2 separate regions of the Bactrocera dorsalis genome follow, and region 1 is linked to region 2. Evidence: chromatin contacts called from public Hi-C data. All regions are on one chromosome and are shown on one strand. The core of a region is the stretch at or near the end of the contact, and the rest is flanking DNA. Distances in the headings are between cores, read along the strand shown. Region 1 holds the start of LOC105229035. Region 2 overlaps LOC105229035.

The links. A called contact is a pair of places that touch in the nucleus more often than the background predicts.
Region 1: a contact with region 2 is called in a Hi-C map of whole body, with 10 times the contacts expected there. The contact joins the promoter of LOC105229035 here to the enhancer-like site in region 2. A contact is called at or near these places in 2 of 2 Hi-C or Micro-C datasets (both in whole body).

What each region holds. Positions count from the first base shown.
Region 1 is chr5:41,666,843-41,671,835 of ASM2337382v1, forward strand. LOC105229035 reads right to left here and starts at 3,613. Exons shown (of 7, transcript XM_049458401.1): 1 at 3,088-3,613.
Region 2 is chr5:41,616,020-41,621,305 of ASM2337382v1, forward strand. The region is part of intron 2 of LOC105229035; the gene reads right to left. Among protein-coding and RNA genes, the nearest start is that of LOC105229034, 49 kb to the left of the region's middle. Within about 2 kb of position 3,657, the one cell type or tissue checked has open chromatin away from gene starts, as enhancers often do.

The DNA.
Region 1 (4,993 bases), core at 2,363-4,862, 51 kb after region 2:
CCTTATCATAGCAGTATTGCAGAATATTTAGCAGAATGGGTACGGGTACAAGCTCCACTAAGCATAAACTGTTTGGAAGAGCATGAGTTAGAATCAACTCAACACATCCGTCTCGTATGTTCCGCCTTTGTCAGATCAAAGCTGAACAACCTCGGAGCACAGACCTTTGGACCGAAGGTGAAATGGAAACTAAGTATAAAGGTATATTTGAGATAGGTTCAAAGCATTTGTTGGGAATTATTATCGGAATACAGGAATGCAAAGGACTGTACTGAGTAGTCTAAGTATTAAGTATTCACCCTACCATCTTGGAGAATGAGCCATCCAAATATACAAAAAATGCTTTTACGGATTAAGTCATTAAAAATTCACAAAACTGTTTCGAAGGTCCCAAAAGTTAAGTTGATCCATATGGCTTACACTCCTGTGATATCAAGCGAACATGTTGAACAAATCGTTCATGAAAATTTGGACAGAAAGCTTTGGGAAAAGCGAATGTTCACAATCGAACGAATCGCACACAATTACCTTACTCTTCGGATCAAGTCTGATCTAAGCACTGAAGAAGCCTACTCATGCTTAGAACTCTTGCAGTTTTGCGCTCCTATAGCGAGCACTTGATATCAGCGACGCAATGGCAGTTACTATTACTTCTCAGACGACCTTCAAAGGCCTTTGGCAACCCCTAGCACACAAAAGCTTTCAACATTAATGACAACGATCGCAATAATTTCACAATTTAACACACTTTTTGCCTGCTTGCATCAGATTTACTTATTTCATAAGCGTATTGGTAACTTCAAGTGCGTGAAATTGCGCTGAGAAAATCAGAAATTAAATGACTTATATGTAACATACATACATATTTTCAATCTAAAAGCATTTATATCAAAGAAATATAAAATTTTGAAGGTCAATCACACGCCTTGATTCCCAGCTGTGGCGTCAGTCCAAAAGAAAATAGCAGCAAAATACAACAACTTATTTACTTTGCATTCATTTCATAACCAACAAAGGTGTGTTACGTCGCCTTATATGCGTACACATAACCATTTCCGCTCAGTTCAATGGATACTGGCGCACACACGCGCACATACATGCGGCTAGATAGCAATAGGCGAACGCTAAACGGCTGTTAGATGTGCCACCGATTACGCATCTCAATTGAGCGCTGCGTCGATTTTTTTAATCTTTTCTTTTTCTCGTTAATTCAGTTAGGCACACGTACGCCAGCCTGCCTATACTTACGTAACTGGCGCGGAGGAGCAGCGCGCGTTACGCGTGCAGGAGAGCGAACGCGCCTGGCTTGACGCGGAATGGCCGCGTGTCTTGCCTTTGCTGGCCGGATGGCGGCGGCATTGGCCAAGAAATAAGCGCAATGTTGTTGTTACAACAACAACAATAAAAAATGGTAATAAAAAACTTGCAAAAACGAGGCAGTTGTTGCTTGGCTGTCAAACATTGACACAATTAAAATGGAATGCGCGCACTTGTCTAAGCGCAAACGCTGCCATGTCGGCGCATATGTGGGAAATTTTCACCAATGACTCTGCGCTGGTCGTCAGCGCTGAAAAAATAAATATTGTGATTCGTGTGAATTTTCAGCGAAGACGGCAAAATAACGCTTAGTAATGCTGTTTAAAAATATAAACAACACGTAAGCACTTTATAAGCGTTCTCACAAATTCGATGCAGCTTTGTTGTTGTTTTGCTATTTTTTATTTATTCAATTTTATTTCTCTATTTGTTATTTCTTATTTGTTATATTCTAATTTTCTTTTTTTTTCAATATTTTTTTTTTATCTATTTACGCGTAGACGCGAGCGTTCTCCCATGCCGCTCGCGCTTTAACAATGTTGTTAAGTGTTTTGGCGTTCTTTGAGTTCCGTGTGTTGACAAAGCAAACACTAGCGTTGCTTTAGCTTTTAAATTGTCATGTATATATATATTTTTTCCTTGACGCAACGTTTATTTGCTTTTCATTAGCATATTTTGCGCTCAATTGACGCCTGCAAACGCTCGCGCATAAACACAGATGACACACAAGCGCTCTTTCACAGACGCAAAACACAATTTCAGAAGAGAGAGATAGAGAGGGAGCACACACACACACACATAACCTCATTTATTGGAAATGAATGAATTTGCAGCCTAACAGCTGCTTAACAGTGCGCTCTACAGCCGGCATGTAAAGCCACTGTTATTCCTTTTAAGAGTATTTCATGGGTATTTTAGCACTTTTTTCACTTGTTTTTGTGATATTGCAGTTATAAAAACAAAATTTGATTGCCAACACTGAGTCAGCGCTTAACATGCGGCTGTCGCAAAGCGTTCTTTGCCACTCACTCACATTCTCACAGCACTCACAAGCGCACTGCGCTAAACAGAGCGCCTGAAAGGCGCGCTACAACAACAATTTGTGTGCAACACATTGACAAAAGAGCGGCGCATTGACTTTGTGTGTGCTTTTGGTGTTGTGTATTTGCCATGAGGTGATTTTATAACTGGGTTTGCTTGGTGCTCGCCTTTTTTCTTAGAACCCGCGTTAGTTGAATTTTGCGTCACAGCTTCTTGCATAATACACAGTCGTAATTATGAAAATATATAAATTGTTTTCTCAGTGTTTTTTCGAGCAATAAAGCAAGCTTAAATAATTAATTTTAACGATTTTGTGACTCACCTGTACGGAAAAGCGACTGCTGACAGCATTTGGATAGCAGACAGCCACGCCCCCACATATATTTGCGAACGCCACTGCAGCTGTTGCCAGCTGCTGGCACAAATTGGTGTCCAAATAATTTCACTACAATTTCACTGGTGAAAATTACGCGTGTTTTGGCGAGAAAATTGAATAAATGCTATGGAAAATTCTAGCCAATGGGCGTAACAACTTGTTTTGTAACCATTTCAATATGCCCACAAACATAAAAAAAAAACACGCACACACACTCGCACACCATATAAACTTCTCCACTCTTTACGTAACTGCTTTTGCTTTGCTTTGCTTGGCCGTACTCACGTCAGCCAGCCAGCCAGCCAGCTGCCTTCGACGTCGTCGCCAACGTTATGTGACGTTCTGACACTCACCGTAACACATTTATTTATTGTATTTTTGGACACACACCGTATTTATTTTTAAACACTCGATTTGATTTCGATTTCTTGATCATGCTTTATTAATTGTAAGAAATGAAAATTCCGCATCAAACAAACAAACTTGACTTGCCGTGTATTGTAGCGAACGAAAATCGGCGTACACGCTAGCAGAACATAAGAAAAATACGCAAAAAAAAAACACAAAATGAAAAAACAACTGTTTTCCTTCAATTTGAATTGCTTAAAAATCAGCACAGCACAAGAAGTAAAAAAAAAATGATAATATTTTTTGTTGTGTCTGGCACGTTCTCCACGACTCGCTGGCGTTTCTTCGACGTTTCAACGCTGTATTCGCACACATACACACGCGCGCGCATACACACACCTTCAGCGTTGTGTTTTTGTTCTTGATTTTTGCTTTGAAAATGACAGAAAACGCGTTTGTCGAACTAAAAAATTCGCAAAGAAAAGCGTCCAACGTGCGCCGTTTATGCTGCTCAACTGAAACCGAAATGAATGGCGTGCCGCGCTAAGACTGCTCGCCAAAAACAGTGAGTAACAGCACAACAGCGCACAGTAGGCGCTTGTATTGGGCGCGCACTGTAAACGTAAGAATCGTTGAGCTGAGCGCACTTTACGTGGAGCGGCATTGGTGAGCGCTAAACAGCGCAAATAATGCCAGCTGTGATGTGGCCATTATTGAAAGTCATTGAAGTGTTTCATAACCTTACACTGGTTGGTTTTTGTATTAAGTACGCAATTATAGATCAAACTTTTGTTGAAATTATTTGGTTAAATTCTTCGAGGCAAATTTTGAGTGAAACCTTCAATTAAAGGGTTACATGGGTTTACGGGTTTCAAAATAATCTAACTTTTTGTTGACTTGTTAAATTATTCAACACCACTCGAATATTGTCCTAAATTTTCAAGTTTATCCGAGTAATAGTTTCGGAAAACTTGTGCGCTCGAGGCTAGCTGCGCTAAGTGCGCCATCTTTAAACTCGTTTTCTCGAAACTGTGTTATGGAAGACGGTTGTCTCGGTTGGTTTCTCGAGAACTACTTAACCGATCTTCATGAAATTTTACACAGGTTTTTGAGATACAATTTTTAAAGTCTTGGACGATGAGTTTTTACAACTATTTAAAAAAAAATTCGCGAAATTTTCAATGAAAATTTCATTTTTTGTAAAAATACAATTTTCAGTTTTTTTCTTCGTCCAAGTAAAGGTTCTGACTAGAACATGTATTTTTGCTTTACTTTGAGTGATTCCGTAAGAAGTTATCCTGCCAACGCGGGCGTATTATTTTTCAGAGAGGTCACCGGAAATGTCACAATGGTCGAGTTTATAATAATTTTTTTTCCAAAAATTTCTGAATTTCTTTTTTAATAGTGTATGTTTGTAACAATAAAAAATTCTAATAAAAAATTTCATATTTTATATGAGAAAAAAAATTGTTGAACAAAGGTTTTTTTTTTACCTGAGGAAACCTACGTAACCCCTTGAAAATTCGTAGCGCTAAATAAAAAGACTCAAAATAAAATTTTTTTGGGTAATAACCAAATAATACACATAAGTATATACTATTATAAATACCTAGAAGGGACTGATAAAGGTTAGTTTTTGAGGTAAATGTGAACGCATAGCGTGAAATCAGATTTTTTTGCGCTTTTCTTAAAACTACATTTCTCGAATTGATAGAATAAATAATTGAATTTTAACAGAACAAAGTATATTGACTCATTCCGGTATTTTTTTTTATAATAATATAGTCAATTTTACTTTTAAAACATAAACAGCGTCAAAATTTGTAGCAAATCGAAACTAGAAAATAATCTAGTGAAAAATCTGCTTAAGTTCCAATGAAAACATTTTAATTGTTTCATTTCCTAGACCTA
Region 2 (5,286 bases), core at 2,407-4,906:
AGAACAGCTGTTATTCCGATAATCTGACGCGTACAAGGCAACAAAAAATTATATGAATCCGTATGTAAGAAAATATTATTGCTCGAAAAATGCAACAATAACAGCGCTGAAGAATGCATTAGCACTTCGCTGCGCTAAGTACTTTTTGGCGCAAAGCCAATGAAATCAAATCATCACGTAGTCCAAGTAAGGATGTGAGTAATGCAGGAATTATTTTTCAATAAATAAATTGTCGCTTGAGAGCACATTATTCTTTCATATTTCTCAATATCCACTATACTCGTATTGCAATATTAGCTATAATACAAAAATTGATTCTTATTAAACTTTTTTCTTGAGGAGTCTTAATGAAATGTATTTTGAGTTGGTGTCTTAATATATTAAAATTTAGAATTCAATAAATATTAACTAACTTTTTCTTTATTTTATTATTGAGATTTTTAATATTGTATTATATGTAATTTTTCTATAATTTACAGCACAAACTTAAAGTCTTCACAGCAAATGCTTTCAAAAACCTTTTTTATCAAATCTTAGTCGTTTCACAAGTTCATATCGCCTTGCACATAATTTCTTATTCATTAATTTTCACTTCATCGCTTTGTTTCATCACAGCTTTTTTGCTTATGTCTAACTTTATGTTGCCATTCTAACGTTATCGCTGCTAATACATTAATTCTTTTCATGGATTCGCACATTTTACGCATTCAGCAGGCTTTTACAACATTATTATCGTGCTGGTTTTAACCCAGTGAACCATAAAATTAAGACGCATTAAGCATATGATATCAAATTTGTTATTTCAAAGAGAAAATACGGCATATTTTACAGTACTCCTACGATAAAGGCAAAAATGCATCTCAAGCCGCCAATAAAATTTGTGCAGTTTATGGACCCGATACAGTTTCCATTTCCACCGCACAACGATGGTTTCAACGTTTTCGTTCTGGTGTAGAGGTGGTCGAAGATGCGCCACGCTCCGGAAGGCCTGTCATCGAAAATTGCGATAAAATCGCTGAATTGGTCGAAAGAGACCGGCATAGTAGTCATCAAACCGTTATAAACCATTTGAAGAAGCTTGGAGTCACTAAGAAGCTCGATGTATGGGTGCCGCACGAATTGATTCAATACCGCAAGACTTTTTTGACAACCCAATATTACGTAAGACATTTTATACACAAAATATTTACTTAGCCACTTATTTAAAGAGTTCGCTATGCTTTGATTTATTTTTTTTTTCAGGTCTTTCACATACAAAATTTCAAATTTTCTTAAAGTACCCAACAATTTGGTCTGTTGGTATATCTTACGGCATGAGCACGCGGTTAAATATCTTGACAATTTCACAGGGTCGTTATTAGGTTGGTTTAGCAGCATGTCATTTGCAATGCACACATTTTTTGGTACTTTACTAATTTGATAAATAGGTAAATTACGTAGGCGCCTTAAGGCTTGATAACGTGTGAGAGTGCGTAAGTAAGCTTAATGGCTCTTTGTCTCAAAAATAATACTTTTGATATGAAGAAATGATAATATGCAGCTGTTGCGACGTAGAAGACTTGTTTAATAGACTGAAATCATAATGTGATTTAGAAGGCGTTGGCGTGTTTGGCAGCTTGAAAATATTTAATGATTGAAACAACAAATAAATAAATTTACTTAGCCACTTGAAGTTAGAAACAATAACAAATCTTTTACTTTATATTTGTATTTATATTTTTTAGGATATTTTTGACGAAGAGCGTAGATAATTCTTATTATCACTATTAATCCCAGCTCCTGGAAGATTTTCCTCCAAAAAAGGGTGTGCGGCGTTGAGTATGATTTTTCTGCTCAGAATAAAAAATCAAAAAATAGAAAAAAATATTACAATAAATGAATTAGATAATGATCTAGAGACGATTTTTAAAATTGTTGATTTTTGAAAATTATTTTTGAAAATTAATTTTGAAAATTATTTTTAAAATTATTTTTGAAAATTATTTTTGAAAATTACTTTTGAAAATTATTTTTCAAAACTATTTTTGAAAATTTCTTTTTTCAAAATTATTTTTGAATATAATTATTTTTGAAAATTACTTTTCAAAACTATTTTTGAAAACTATTTCTGAATTTTTTTTTTCAAAATAATTTGTTTATTTTTTTGCCATACAAAGTGTTGAAATTTTGACTTGAATATTTTTTGTTCAACAACAAAAAATAATAATAATAATCCGTTGTTAATTAATTAGGATTTTCAAACATTTTTTATTACTGCAATATTTTATATTATATAAAATGTATCTAAATTAATCCGACGTTATAATTTCGTTATTATTTCGCAACCAACAGCGCTGCAGCTTTGCTGTTACAAATATTGAGTGTTTGCGTTGCGCAAACGTCCTTTCGAATTTTAACATATTAGATAATCAGCGCAGTCCACAGTCATCCCTGCCTACACAAGTACCGCTATGCAATCATGTAAACATTAACAGTCACACCAATACAGACATAGTGAGTTGCAGCACAGCCACTGCGCTCATCTAAGAGTAGTACCGTTAAACATAAATTTTGTTAAGTATTAATTTAACCGCATACCCTCCCTTTTGCTCTGAGTTATAGTTTTTTGTTGTAATCATAGACACATTGCAGTTGAAATTTTTCTGTAGCGCATTTTTCGGCATCCAAACGCTTATGTAATTAAGCAATGCACAGCGCAAATACAATGGCGTACAGTGTTGTAGCAATAACAATAACAACGATGACAGCATGTAGAGCGCGCCAAGTAACAGTTTCAACAACGTGGTCGTGGTCGCTTACTCATTTCGGCTGTAACGCACGTAAACCTCACAGAAACCGGCTTTTGCGCAATATTGTTGCTATAGTTGTTGTTGCTGTTGTTATTGTTGCTGTTGTTGTTAGTTTTCTTTGCCGTTGCCTTTGGCTATGCTGCCAAATTGTCTTGTGGCCGCTCTTCGGCGTGTGTTTTTGTCGTTTTTCTTTTGATTCTTCTTCTGGTTTGCTGTTAAACGCTCCGTGTGCTCGCGCCACCGCTCGCTTAGCGTTCAACTCTTTTGACTCATTGATAAATTGGCCACTAGCAAATGTGCTGCCAAAAGCTGCTGGGCCAGCCAAGCAGTCAGCCAGCTGTAACGCTGCTCTTTGCTCAACACTTTGGCCAACTCTCTGCTTTGCTCTTGGCGCAAACACTCTTTCTTACCTGTCTGCGGAGATATACTCGTAATACCTTAGGCGTTTAGCGAAATTTTTGTTTTTTCATTCTTTTTGGCTTTAGTTTTGTTTTGTATTTTATTTTCATTTTCGTTTTTTGTTTCGTATTTTGTTTCTTGTCTTGCGCTCTCAATTTCCTCGGTGTGCTGTTGTTGTGCCATTGTTGCGTGGCCCGCGCTTATGGAAAAGTATGTCAAAGTCAAATGCTGACGATGACGATGCCGAAGACGATGATGACGACGCGTGGCCGATGCGCCGCTGCCAACGCCACTGCTACTGCCGCTTGGCTGCGCTGCCACATTAACACGTTGTCGCTGTGCTAAGTGGAGCTCACGTTCGCACAGCCCAACAGACATACCCACATATGTAAGCGTCTCTACACATTGCATAAGCGGCGGCTGTCGCAACAATAACAACAAAAACACAGCTTTCGGGAGCTGCTGTCTGCTGTCGGCTACCTGATCTGGCATTCGTCTTCAGCTTCGTCAGCGACTACGAGCCAACTCGCTTAAGTGCTTTGCGCCAACAGCTGTGGGTTAGACCTGGTTTTCGGCGTTACCCGCTTAGTAACTGCACTTTTGCAGCTCAACTGTGTCTGTGGCTTAAGCCGCTGCCTCTTTTTCTCAAGCGGCTGTCGCTCTTTGTAGCTTATTACATTTTAATAGATACTTCATGGTTGTTGTTGTATTTCTTAGATTTGGTTTGCTTGTTGGCGCATCGTTTGGTTTTTGGTTTCAATTGTTTGAATGTGCGGCTCTAGCAAAAACAATAGCAACAACACTGTCGAAAATTAGCTAAATATAGCTTCGTCTTTAGCTTGTCGCCGTCACGTTGTTTAATCATCGCTGTTGTTTTTATTTTTGTTTTAACATTTTTTTATTTGCTCGCAGTTGTTTTTGTTGTTGTTTTAACATTTTTTGTTTGCTCTGTGCCTCTTCTGTGTACATTTTCGTAAGCAATTGGCTTCATTTATTGCTCTACAGCCGGCATTTGTGGTTACATATTTATCGCGGCTGTGTTGTTATTGTTGTTGTGTTACATTTTCTATTGTTTCTCCGTTTATTTTTTTTAATTTTTTTCCGAATTTTAATATCAAATTAAATCGTGATTTGTAAATGCCCCTTCGTTTTTTATGTTTTTGTTATATTTTTTTTTTTGTTTCTTCCTCCTCTTGCCGCTTTACCACAATTATTTTCCTCCCAAACGCCGCAAATTCGATTTCGATTTCGTTCATTTAAAGCGGTGCCTTCGCAATCGTTTGCTTGAAGTGTTGTTGTTGCTAGCTGCAATTTTGTGTTGTAACAATTTTGATTGTGTACTACTCGGCGGTTACTTAATCAAATATGGACAGACCCGAAAACCAATCCCAATTTCAAACCTAAATGTAGACAAGGCTAGTTGGCTGAGCGAAGCCAAGTGGTGTGTGAGAAGAGACGAATTGAGTCGAAGGGAAGCGAGGCGAGGCGCGTCGTGCTGAGGCGAGACTTGTAAGCTCTGCGATTGTGCAAATCGTCGTGTTGTGGCCGAACATTTATATTGGTCTAACGGTTGTAGCATCGTTATGTTAAGGCTAAATTTTGTTGGCTTATTAGATTGTCAGTCAGTGTTGTTATTGTTGTTGTTGGTAAATATGTGGATAAACTCTGCTGTGGAGGTGGAGTTGCAATTAGAGTTGCATTTTCGGTTGTTTGGGTGCTTTTGTGGGCGAAAGGATCGTTTGATTGCGGCGTGTGGTTGTGGAGCTGGGGCAATAATTTGCATGTACTCGTACTTGGTGGGTATGCTAAATTGTGTAAACACTTGTGTAAGCATGAGATTAATCCCTTGTTAGGGTAAGTAATAGCCGCAGCAGGCGAGTATGCGCTTTTCTGAGTATTTTTGGCAAATAAAAGTGAAATGCTTGCATGCATTTCAGCGTGTGGTGGGATTACGTAGACGCTTATGCAATAAATAAGTGATCGAGGTTTACACGGAATACAACAATAAAGTTGTTATGCAAATTCTTGTAAATCGAAAACGTGAATTTTATTATGCAAATTGAAAAATAATTAAACAGTATCGCAGATTTTCGGGGTA